Regions from separate parts of the Sus scrofa genome. Here regions 1 and 3 are each linked to region 2. A link is a contact called in public HiChIP or PLAC-seq data. All regions are on one chromosome and are shown on one strand. The core of a region is the stretch at or near the end of the contact, and the rest is flanking DNA. Distances in the headings are between cores, read along the strand shown.

The links. HiChIP or PLAC-seq counts read pairs in DNA pulled down with a chosen protein or histone mark.
Region 1: a contact with region 2 is called in an H3K27ac HiChIP or PLAC-seq map of alveolar macrophages. The contact joins the enhancer-like site here to the promoter of REV1 in region 2. A contact is called at or near these places in 6 of 47 Hi-C or Micro-C datasets (embryonic fibroblasts, fetal skeletal muscle, heart right ventricle and 2 more) and 1 of 2 datasets of contacts at active chromatin or transcription factors (alveolar macrophages).
Region 3: an H3K27ac HiChIP or PLAC-seq map of alveolar macrophages shows a contact between it and region 2. The contact joins the promoter of MRPL30 here to the promoter of REV1 in region 2. A contact is called at or near these places in 2 of 47 Hi-C or Micro-C datasets (embryonic fibroblasts and heart right ventricle) and 2 of 2 datasets of contacts at active chromatin or transcription factors (alveolar macrophages and skeletal muscle).

Annotation. Positions count from the first base shown.
Region 1 is chr3:55,131,149-55,134,048 of Sscrofa11.1, forward strand. No RefSeq gene overlaps it. Among named protein-coding and RNA genes, the nearest start is that of FAHD2B, 39 kb to the right of the region's middle. Within about 2 kb of position 1,408, at least 8 of the 83 cell types and tissues checked have an H3K27ac peak or open chromatin away from gene starts, as enhancers often do. A contact at or near this core is called in alveolar macrophages, where this site is marked.
Region 2 is chr3:54,774,172-54,777,086 of Sscrofa11.1, forward strand. REV1 (DNA repair protein REV1) reads left to right here and starts at 1,431. Exons shown (of 23, transcript XM_021087184.1): 1 at 1,431-1,645. The coding sequence starts at 1,621.
Region 3 is chr3:55,053,005-55,055,876 of Sscrofa11.1, forward strand. MRPL30 (39S ribosomal protein L30, mitochondrial) reads right to left here and starts at 1,435. Exons shown (of 6, transcript XM_021087197.1): 1 at 1,288-1,435. MITD1 (MIT domain-containing protein 1) reads left to right here and starts at 1,471. Exons shown (of 6, transcript XM_021087196.1): 1 at 1,471-1,687. The coding sequence starts at 1,537.

The DNA of each region.
Region 1 (2,900 bases), core at 158-2,657, 360 kb after region 2:
CCGTTGTGGTTTTCCTGTGTCCTCTGCTAGAAATGGACCAAGAATGGGTGTGTGATGTAATTCTGTCCAGTGAGCCATGACAGAAAATCAATGAGAGTGACTCTGGGGTAAGTTCCCTCACTCTTCAATAGGCATGTCCAGGAAGAGGTGATCTCCTCTGCTGGATGCTATCCCCTGCTGGATGTGATGGCTAGAACCATGGCAGCCATCTTGTGATCATGAGGGAAGCTGGCCTGAGAACTGGCTCACTGAAGTGAGCAGCATGAAAGGGGAGAGAAGCTTGGGTCTCTGTTGATACTGAGCAGTCCTGGGCTGTCCTGGGCTGAGCAGTCCTGGGCTGTCCTACCTTGGGGCTTCTGTGCACAGGAGGAGCATCACCTTTCTTGTTTAAGCCCCTTTGAGGTGGGCCTTCTGTTCCTTGCAGCCAAAAGCACTGTAACTAATCCCCACATCTCCCTCTGCTCCATGTCCTGCTCCAGAGGCAGGTGCAGACCAGCACCAAGCCGCCCTACTCTGGGGGAAAGCCATGCTACCAGTTCTTTGCCCACACAGTTGGGATTCAGCCTCATGTGGCTAGCTGCTCATGACAAAATCACGCTGCCTACCCCAGCCAGAAAGAGGTGGGAACTGCATTCAAAACCCCAGGCAGTGGGGAGGAGTGGTTTGGGGAGAGGTTATGTGGGGGCCACATAAGAGAAGGCTATTTCTGATCCTCAGAATGCCCAGACCACTTCCCAGCATGGCCCAGCCCAGCCCTCAGGGGTCCAGGAGACAATGCCAGCAACCCCCCTCCAGCTGCTTGTGGGCTGGCTAGGGCAGAAAGGCTGGGGGTTAAGTTCTGGAGAATCCCCAGGCCCTGGGGCTGGCCCAGAATGGGGTTTTGTGACAGGAGTGAGACCATTCTGTCCTGCAGCTCTCAGCTCTCCTGGTGCAGAATGAATACAGGCAGTTAAGCACTTTTCTGGCAACTGATTATATAGATTTGCTTTCATTTTTGCAAATGACCCAGGACAAGCAGGCAAGCCCTCCCCCAGGCATTTGTGTTGAAACACTGAGCACACCAGCTTCTGCTCTCTGGAAAAGGGACTCTTTGGCAGGAAGAAGGGCCTGGGGGGAGGTACTTCTTGAGGCACATTCTTTCTTGGAGAACATGCTAGAGGGCCTGAATGTCACCACTCTCCCCAAGCCACCCACTACCAGCTGCCCAGCAAATTGCAGATCTGATCACACCTTTCAGATGGTGCCCTTTGTCCAAGAATTGCCAAGCAGCAGGGAACTTTGTGTCTGCTGTTCCAGCTTCACGTGGCTGGGCTTTTTGCTTGTGCGGTTTCCTGTGCCAAACTCCCCTTCACTGAGCCAGGCTGCTGTGCCACCCTGGCCTGGCCATCAGAGTCACAGGGGCTGGTTCAGGCATGGGTGTGTGACTCATTCTGGGCCAGAGAGCATCAGCTCTGGGGCTTCTGTGGGAACCCCTGGGAAGGGGACGCCCACACCTCTGGGTTTGCTAGCTGGACAGTGTACAACTGGTGCTGCTGGGGACCATCTTTGTCCCCCAAGGGGCTCAGCCTAAGAATGAAACCTACTCAGAGGGAAGCAGATTGGAAAGGCACGAAGGGACATCCTAGTGACATTATCAGAGCGCCTGAATCCATTTTTGCCTGAAAGCTACCTCTGGACATTTTAGTCATTTGAGTAAAAAAATCCTCTTTGTTAAAACACACACACAAACACACACACACACACACACACACACACACACACAAACTTAAAATACAATTTGAGCCTGGCTTTCAGGCCTTCACAATACACATCATTCACTACTGAGAGTTCCTGTTGTGGCTCAGCAGGTTACAAACCCAACTAGTATTCACAAGCATGGGGGTTTGATCTCTGGCCTCCTTCAGTGGGTTAAGGATATGGTATTGCCATGAGCTGTGGTGTAGGTCACAGACACGGCTCAGATCTGGCATTGCTGTGGCTGTGGCATAGGCTGGCAGCTAGAGCTCTGATTCAACCCCTGGCCTGGGAACCTCCATATGCTGCAGGTGCAGCCCTAAAAAAGACAAAAGACAAAAAAGAAAAGGCATTCACTACTAATAGAAAGGCAGGATGGAGGCTTCCTTTGTCGCTCTCCATATGCCACTCTCACAGCACTTTGCCACCCGAGCAGCATTTGCCAATTTATTAGGGACTTTAATTACATCAGCAAATTCCCTTCACATGTTTCTTATAGCATAACCTGATTAGGGGGTTGATATTCTACCAGCTTTTTTATATTCTACTGGTTAAAGGCAAGTTCTAGGCCCTGCCCATGTTCAAGGGGAGAGGGTTATATAAGGGCTTGGGCACCAGGGCTTATCTTAGAATTCTGCCTCCCGCATAGGTATAATGTGATATTTTATTGCTGTTTTAAAAATTATGGTAAAATATACATAACACAAACCTTACCACTTTACCCACTTTTAAGTGTACAGTTCAGTAATATTAAGTACAATCATATTATTGTTCAACTATCACCACCCTCCAACGCAACATGTTCATCCTACAGAACTGAAACTATGTACCCATTAAAGACTAACTTCCCATTTCCCTCTTGCCCCAGCCTCTGGAAACCACCATTCTGCTTTCTGTTTCTATGAATTTGATTATTCTAGGTATTAATCACATATAGGTGGAGTCATAGGGTTTCTTCTTTTCTTTTTTTGGGGGGGGGGTTCTTTTCTATGGCCTCAGCATATGGAGATTCCCAGGCTAGGGGTCTAATCGGAGCTGTAGCTGCCAGCCTACACCAGAGCCACAGCAACGTGGGATCTGAGCTGCTTCTGCGGCCTACACCACAGCACACGGCAACACCGGATCCTTAACCCACTGAGTGAGGCCAGGGATCGAACCAGCAACCT
Region 2 (2,915 bases), core at 181-2,680:
CATTTATATATATATGGAATACTGACACACACATATATACACATATACTGACACACATATAAACATAATAAGGGGATGCCACTTCTGTGGCATCTCAGACGACACCCTGATCTTGCAGCTGGCAACTGTCTGTGAGCCTGTTGAAATTATGCCATGTGCATTAAGTTGTGAGGTCTCAGAAAAGCATGCAACCTGACTTTGAGACGTTAGCTAACAAGAATACTGAAGTCGAAGTGCATTCATAAGTCTATAAAACGGCAAAAACGAAGAGGCTTAATTTAAAAAAATAAACAAGTCATTTGAATATTCTCTGACTTACTAGTAAACATGTCTCAGCTCTGCAAAAATAAGTTTTCACAAGAGTACTAATTGTTTCCTAAGCACGTGCAAACTCAAGACTCTTAGGTAAGGGAATAAGGGAAAAGTGTGGAGACTTTACAGGGATGTTTGCGTCATGTTCGCGCATTACAACAATAAAGACTACTGGTACTGTAATACAATACCAACGTGAGATCTCCAGGCAAACCAACTCTGCCAAGGGGGGAAATGGTCCTTACGTAACTTTTATTTTACGGTCTTTTGCTGGAAGGCCCTCAATTAAAATGGTATTCAAGCATACATAACGTTCGATTTTTTTGTTTTTATATTAGTGGCAAATTGCTTTCGCGTGTAACCTCAGTGCTATTTGTGGAATGTGACACCTGCCGAAGGTTTACAAATGTCCACGTGATTGGAGGCGGGCATTCATCGCGTGGGCAATAGTGTTCGAGCTCCCTGCGGGAGCTGGCAATGCTTAAATCCCGTGGCGCAGTGTACATTCCCACTAACCTCTGTGGGCCCTCATTCCCACTTGCTCCCTGACACAGCAGTCTCAGTTCACGTGTGTCCCTTTCTCCACTAGATGTCACTGTAAATCAAGTGCTAGTGGCGGGGCACCCGGGTGTTTTGCGGATCTTCAGACCTGTCTTCTAGGGTTTTAAGCATGGTCAGTCCCTGCACTTGTGTCCTCCCAATTGGGGAGTGCAGAGTGGGGCGGAGATTCACTGAGGCGAGGACAGCGCCGCGACCCGGACTTAGAGGCCTCAGGTCTCGGGCTGCAGGGCTGGCGGCAAGATGAGAAAGGCGGGCCAGCGCGGCGCTCCTCTCCTTCCAGGCGAGAGAGACGGTCACGTGCCGCGGAGGCGTGCCCCCTGCGGGCGGGCTGGGGAGGGGCGCCGAGCGAGTCGTTTAGGGTCGCCCGGGGCAGGGCTGGAAACTGGCGCGTGCGCCGCGCCAGGCGTAGTGCGGGCCGGGGCGGGGACTATCGCCGCAGCCGCGCGCGCAGGGCGGGCCGCCGCGGGGCGGGGTGGAGCCTGGGAGCGCGCCGGCCACCGGAGGGGGAGGGGCGGCCCGGGGCGGAGCTGCGGCGCGCGCTCCCGCTGGAGGGGGAGGGGCACAGCAGCCGCCGAGCGCGCGCAGACCGGCCCCGGCGAGCGTGTGGCGAGTGTGGACCGCGGCGCGGCAGTGCGACTCTTTCCCTCGGCCCTCTTCCCCGCCCCCAGCGAGGGCACCGTGCGGCGGCGGCGGTGGCGGCGGCGGCGCCCGGGCCCGCGAGGCCGGAGGAGGCGGCCGTGCCCGGGCATGGTGGTCTGGGGCAACGCGGAAGGTGAGCGACCCCTGGGCCGGCGGTGGGGGCGGGGTGGGACCGGCCCCGCGTCGCCCGGCAGCGGCCCGAGCGCGGACGGCCTGAGGCGGGGCGGGGTAGGGCGCGCCAGTCCGGCCACCGCGGCGCGTGGTCGCGCGGCCTGGGCGGCCCGCGGCGCCCGGAGCGCCGCAGCTGCCGGGTTATGTAACGCGTGACCTCCCCTTCCCCCTCCGCCATGGCGCGGCCGGCCCGCCGCCGCCCGCGCTCGGGCGCCCCTTCGACGCGCCGCGCGGACGACTCGCGCCCGCGGCCCTGCTCGCCGCGCCCCCGCGTCCCGCCGGCGGACGCCTCCCGGGCCCCGCTCGGACTGAGCCGCAAACTCCCTCCTCCTGCGCCGGCGCCGGGCCGGCCATTCAGTCCCGCGCCATTCATTCGGGCGCGCGTCCGGCGGGTGGCTGGGGAGCGGCGCCTGCAGTCGGCTGGGGTCAAGCGCTGGATTCTCCACCCGGTCTCCTTCCGCGGCATCGCCCCCCTTCATTCCGCAGCAGCCCCCTCGCCCCCCACTGGATCCCGGAATTGGTGTCCGACTCTCCGAAGGCAATTTCTCCTCACTTCGTTTTCCGTGTTACTTATCTCTTGCCTCGCTGTGCAGGGCACCTTTCCGCAGGTGTCCTGACAAGTGCCCCTTTCACACCTGCCGCTTCGCTTCCTGTGAAAATGATTCAGCACCTGTGCCGATGGAAAGGGGCATTTCCTTTTCTCTCTAACCGCTTTTACTACTGAAACCCAGTGTGTAAAGAAATATCTTGGTGTATCACTCCTGAGTTGACACCCGGCCCCCCCCGATTTAAAAAAAGATTGCAGATGATTTCTGTTTCTCACGTCTTTTCAGATAACTAAGCGTGGAAGTGGTATTTAGGTGAAAATAACATAGACTAGTAGATGCCATAAAAGGGCTTGTAGCTAACTGGTAAGGACTTTAACGATGCTGAATTGTATGTGTCTGCTTTTGCTTGGCCTCTCCACTGTAGGATTGAGAATTAGCCATTTCCTCTTTAAGGTAGGACAGTCACAACCTTGCTTCTTTCTGGGGACTGCACAGTAACCCATCCTGTTAACTTCTACAGGCTTTCCAAACTTCATCGCAGCTTTCCCACGTATCCTTGGCTTAGAGCAGATGGTGCTAGCCTGTAGTTCCCTCCCTGTACTTCCGATGACTTTTGGAAGCTCATCTAAACTCCCTCTTTTTCCAGGACTCCTTCCCTGGTCTAGAAGGCTCTCCATTCATTTG
Region 3 (2,872 bases), core at 185-2,684, 280 kb after region 2:
TTGCTGAATGAATAAAGTTTCATTTACAGACTTCTGAAAATGTGAGTCAAAGTTGTAAATAAATGTTTTCTTTCTTCCTTCTTCTTCTTTTTTTTTTTTTTTGCCACATCTAGGGTATGGGGAAAATCTGGGGTCAGGGATTGAACCTGTGCCACAGTAGTAACAATGCCAGATTGTTAACTTGCTAGGCCACCAGGGAAATCCAGTAAAGGTTATTCTTAATAATTAGGCATCTCATTCTAGGATTGTGAAGCATTATTCTGTCTTTTACTGTACAATAAGTTTTCTCTTGACAAATACAAAAGGAGAAAAACAAATGCATCATAAGAGCAGTATGATCCCATTTCCATTTTAAAAAAAAATGTCTGTGAATGTGTATATAAACACAGAAAAACTCCGGAGGGCTATCACAGAATCATTAGCATACCCAGTGAGAGGGGGTTAGGCTAATAGGGCGATTTTTCCTTTTTTTCCCCTCTGTAATATCTGATAGGTTTGTTGTTATTTTACAATGACTACGCAAGTAACTGTTACTAAAAAAAAAAAAAAAAAAAAAAAAAAAAACCACACACACACAACTAATTCTTTTTCTAAAGAGACAAAATGATAAAAGGGGGGAAACACTATTGAAAATGCAGAACGCACAATTTCCCTTTCAATAAACCGACATCCCTGAAGGCAAGAAATGTCTCTTTGAACTTCTCATGCCTAACTATTAAGCAGCCTCTTAGAGAAGAACCCCAAATAAACAAAAACAAAAATAAACTCTGAACAGGTAGCTTTACGTAGGTGGCGATCAAAACGGGGTTGCAAAATCACGACTTTTAATAAAACGGTAAATACTTTAACTGCCAGCTCTGGAGGGTTTACCTTCTAAAATGCAGCAATTTTTGGATTAGACCATTTTGTATCTCCATTAACAACTCCAGTTATGCGGACCCCAGTGGAAAGCCGAAGTTATGAATAAAGCAGAAGCACAGAGAATGCTAATACACACTTGAATTCCCCTTCCCCCAAGATTGCCCAGCCCAGGCGGCTCTTCCCTGAGCTCCAGGAGACGGGGCTCCACAGGCCGCGTCAAGGGATTCTTCTAACTGGGAAACAGGTTCCCGCCGGCTAAAGGCTTTTCGGGAGCCAAAGGGACAGCATCTGGGGCAAGCCCATTCAGGTGCTGTGACCCGCAAACTAGAACTGAATAGAGAAAGTCAATCCACGTCTGCTTAAGGCTCCCAGATACCTATTCCTGGCAAAAATGTACTTTTTGCATTCCGCTCATTCCGCACTCACCAGCGACAGCTAAACGACTTGCAGCCTGAGGTTAACCACCAAGGGGAAGCAGAGCAGAGGGAGGACAGAAAGTGCCACATTCAAACCCGTTCGTCATCCTGCCCACACCCGCAGTTTAGTTCCGCCCGAGTCCTTCCCAAGCAGGAGTCCCAGAGCGCAGGCGCACTGGCATCTCGTGACCACTCCCCAGAGTGCTGCAAACCCCACCCACCCCAGCCTGGCTTGAAGTGGAGGTAAGTTTCCGGAATTATGGCGAAGTCGGGGCTGGGACCGGAGGCTGGGAGTGCAGCTGCAGTCACTGTGATAAAGCGGGCGTTGGAACTAGAGTCCGAGTCACGGTATCCACAAGCTCTGGTGTGTTACCAGGAGGGGATTGACCTGCTCCTGCAGGTTCTGAAAGGTGAGCAATGAGCCGGGTAGGGAGGACCGGGAAAAGGAGCTGCATCCCACTGTGTCTGGGCGGGAGTGAAAGAGTTAAAAGCATTCCTGTGCCCCGCAAGGAATCAGCAAATACATTTGGTGGGGTATTTGCTGTTGGACTGGTTTCTTTAATATCTTTAATAGGTTGATGTCGTCAGTAAAAGGGGGGGTTACTATTTAGAATTTTGAGACATAATCAAATAGATAATAGATAGCCTTGATAGAACTTGGGTTTGAACAAACTATAGAAGACGTTTTAGGATCAATTTGGAAAGTTCGAATATGGATTGGGGATGTTAACATTATTAACTTTGTTAGGCAATGTGTTATTTTTCAAATTTTGTTCTTAATTTTAGAGATGCAGGCTGGAAGTGTTTGGGAAGAATTATGCTGTCTGGATTGATTTTTACTTTAAAAGAAAGTTGAAACAAATATGACAAAATGCTAACAATTTTTAAATCTAGGTGATAGTTACACCCTTTTTCTTTTCTCAGTAAACATTTTCATTAAAAGTAAAAAAAAAAAAAAGCTTTTTGAGGAGAAATGGGTGTACTGAAATTTGGTGTGAGAAATGTTTCAGGTTGTCAGAGGAGACAGTTAATACTTTCTGTTACATAGTTATTCCATGTTGAGAAGATCCCAAATAACCCTTAACACTCTGCACAATCCCTGGCCCATAGTAAATACCCAGTAATTATGTTTTAAACTAAGACCAGCTCCTGCTCCCCACCCCCCAGAGCTCCCAGTCTGGCCTAAGATTTCCCCTTTGTGCCTCTTAGCCTGAGTGCTTCTGATGTGTTTCAGAAGCTTTGAGACAGCAGAGACCGCTCTTCAAGGTTAGGTGCTTTTCTCAGAACTATGAAGCTCCACTTTGGACAGGGACCCTTTGATAATGATGATGACCTTAACAGTGAAAGTAACTGTCATATTTATGAGTGCTGAGTGCCAGGCAGTCTGCAGAGTATATTAACGGCATGATCTTGATCCATCCTGAAAATTACCCTCAGAGGTAGGAGATGATGTTATTCTCATTGCAGCATAAAAACTAAAGTGGCAGGAATTCCCTGGTGGTCTAGTGGTTAGGATTTGATACTTTCACTTTGGGGGCCTGGGTTTGATCCCTAGTCTGGGAACTGAGATCCTACCCCTTTGGGAGTGGGTGAGG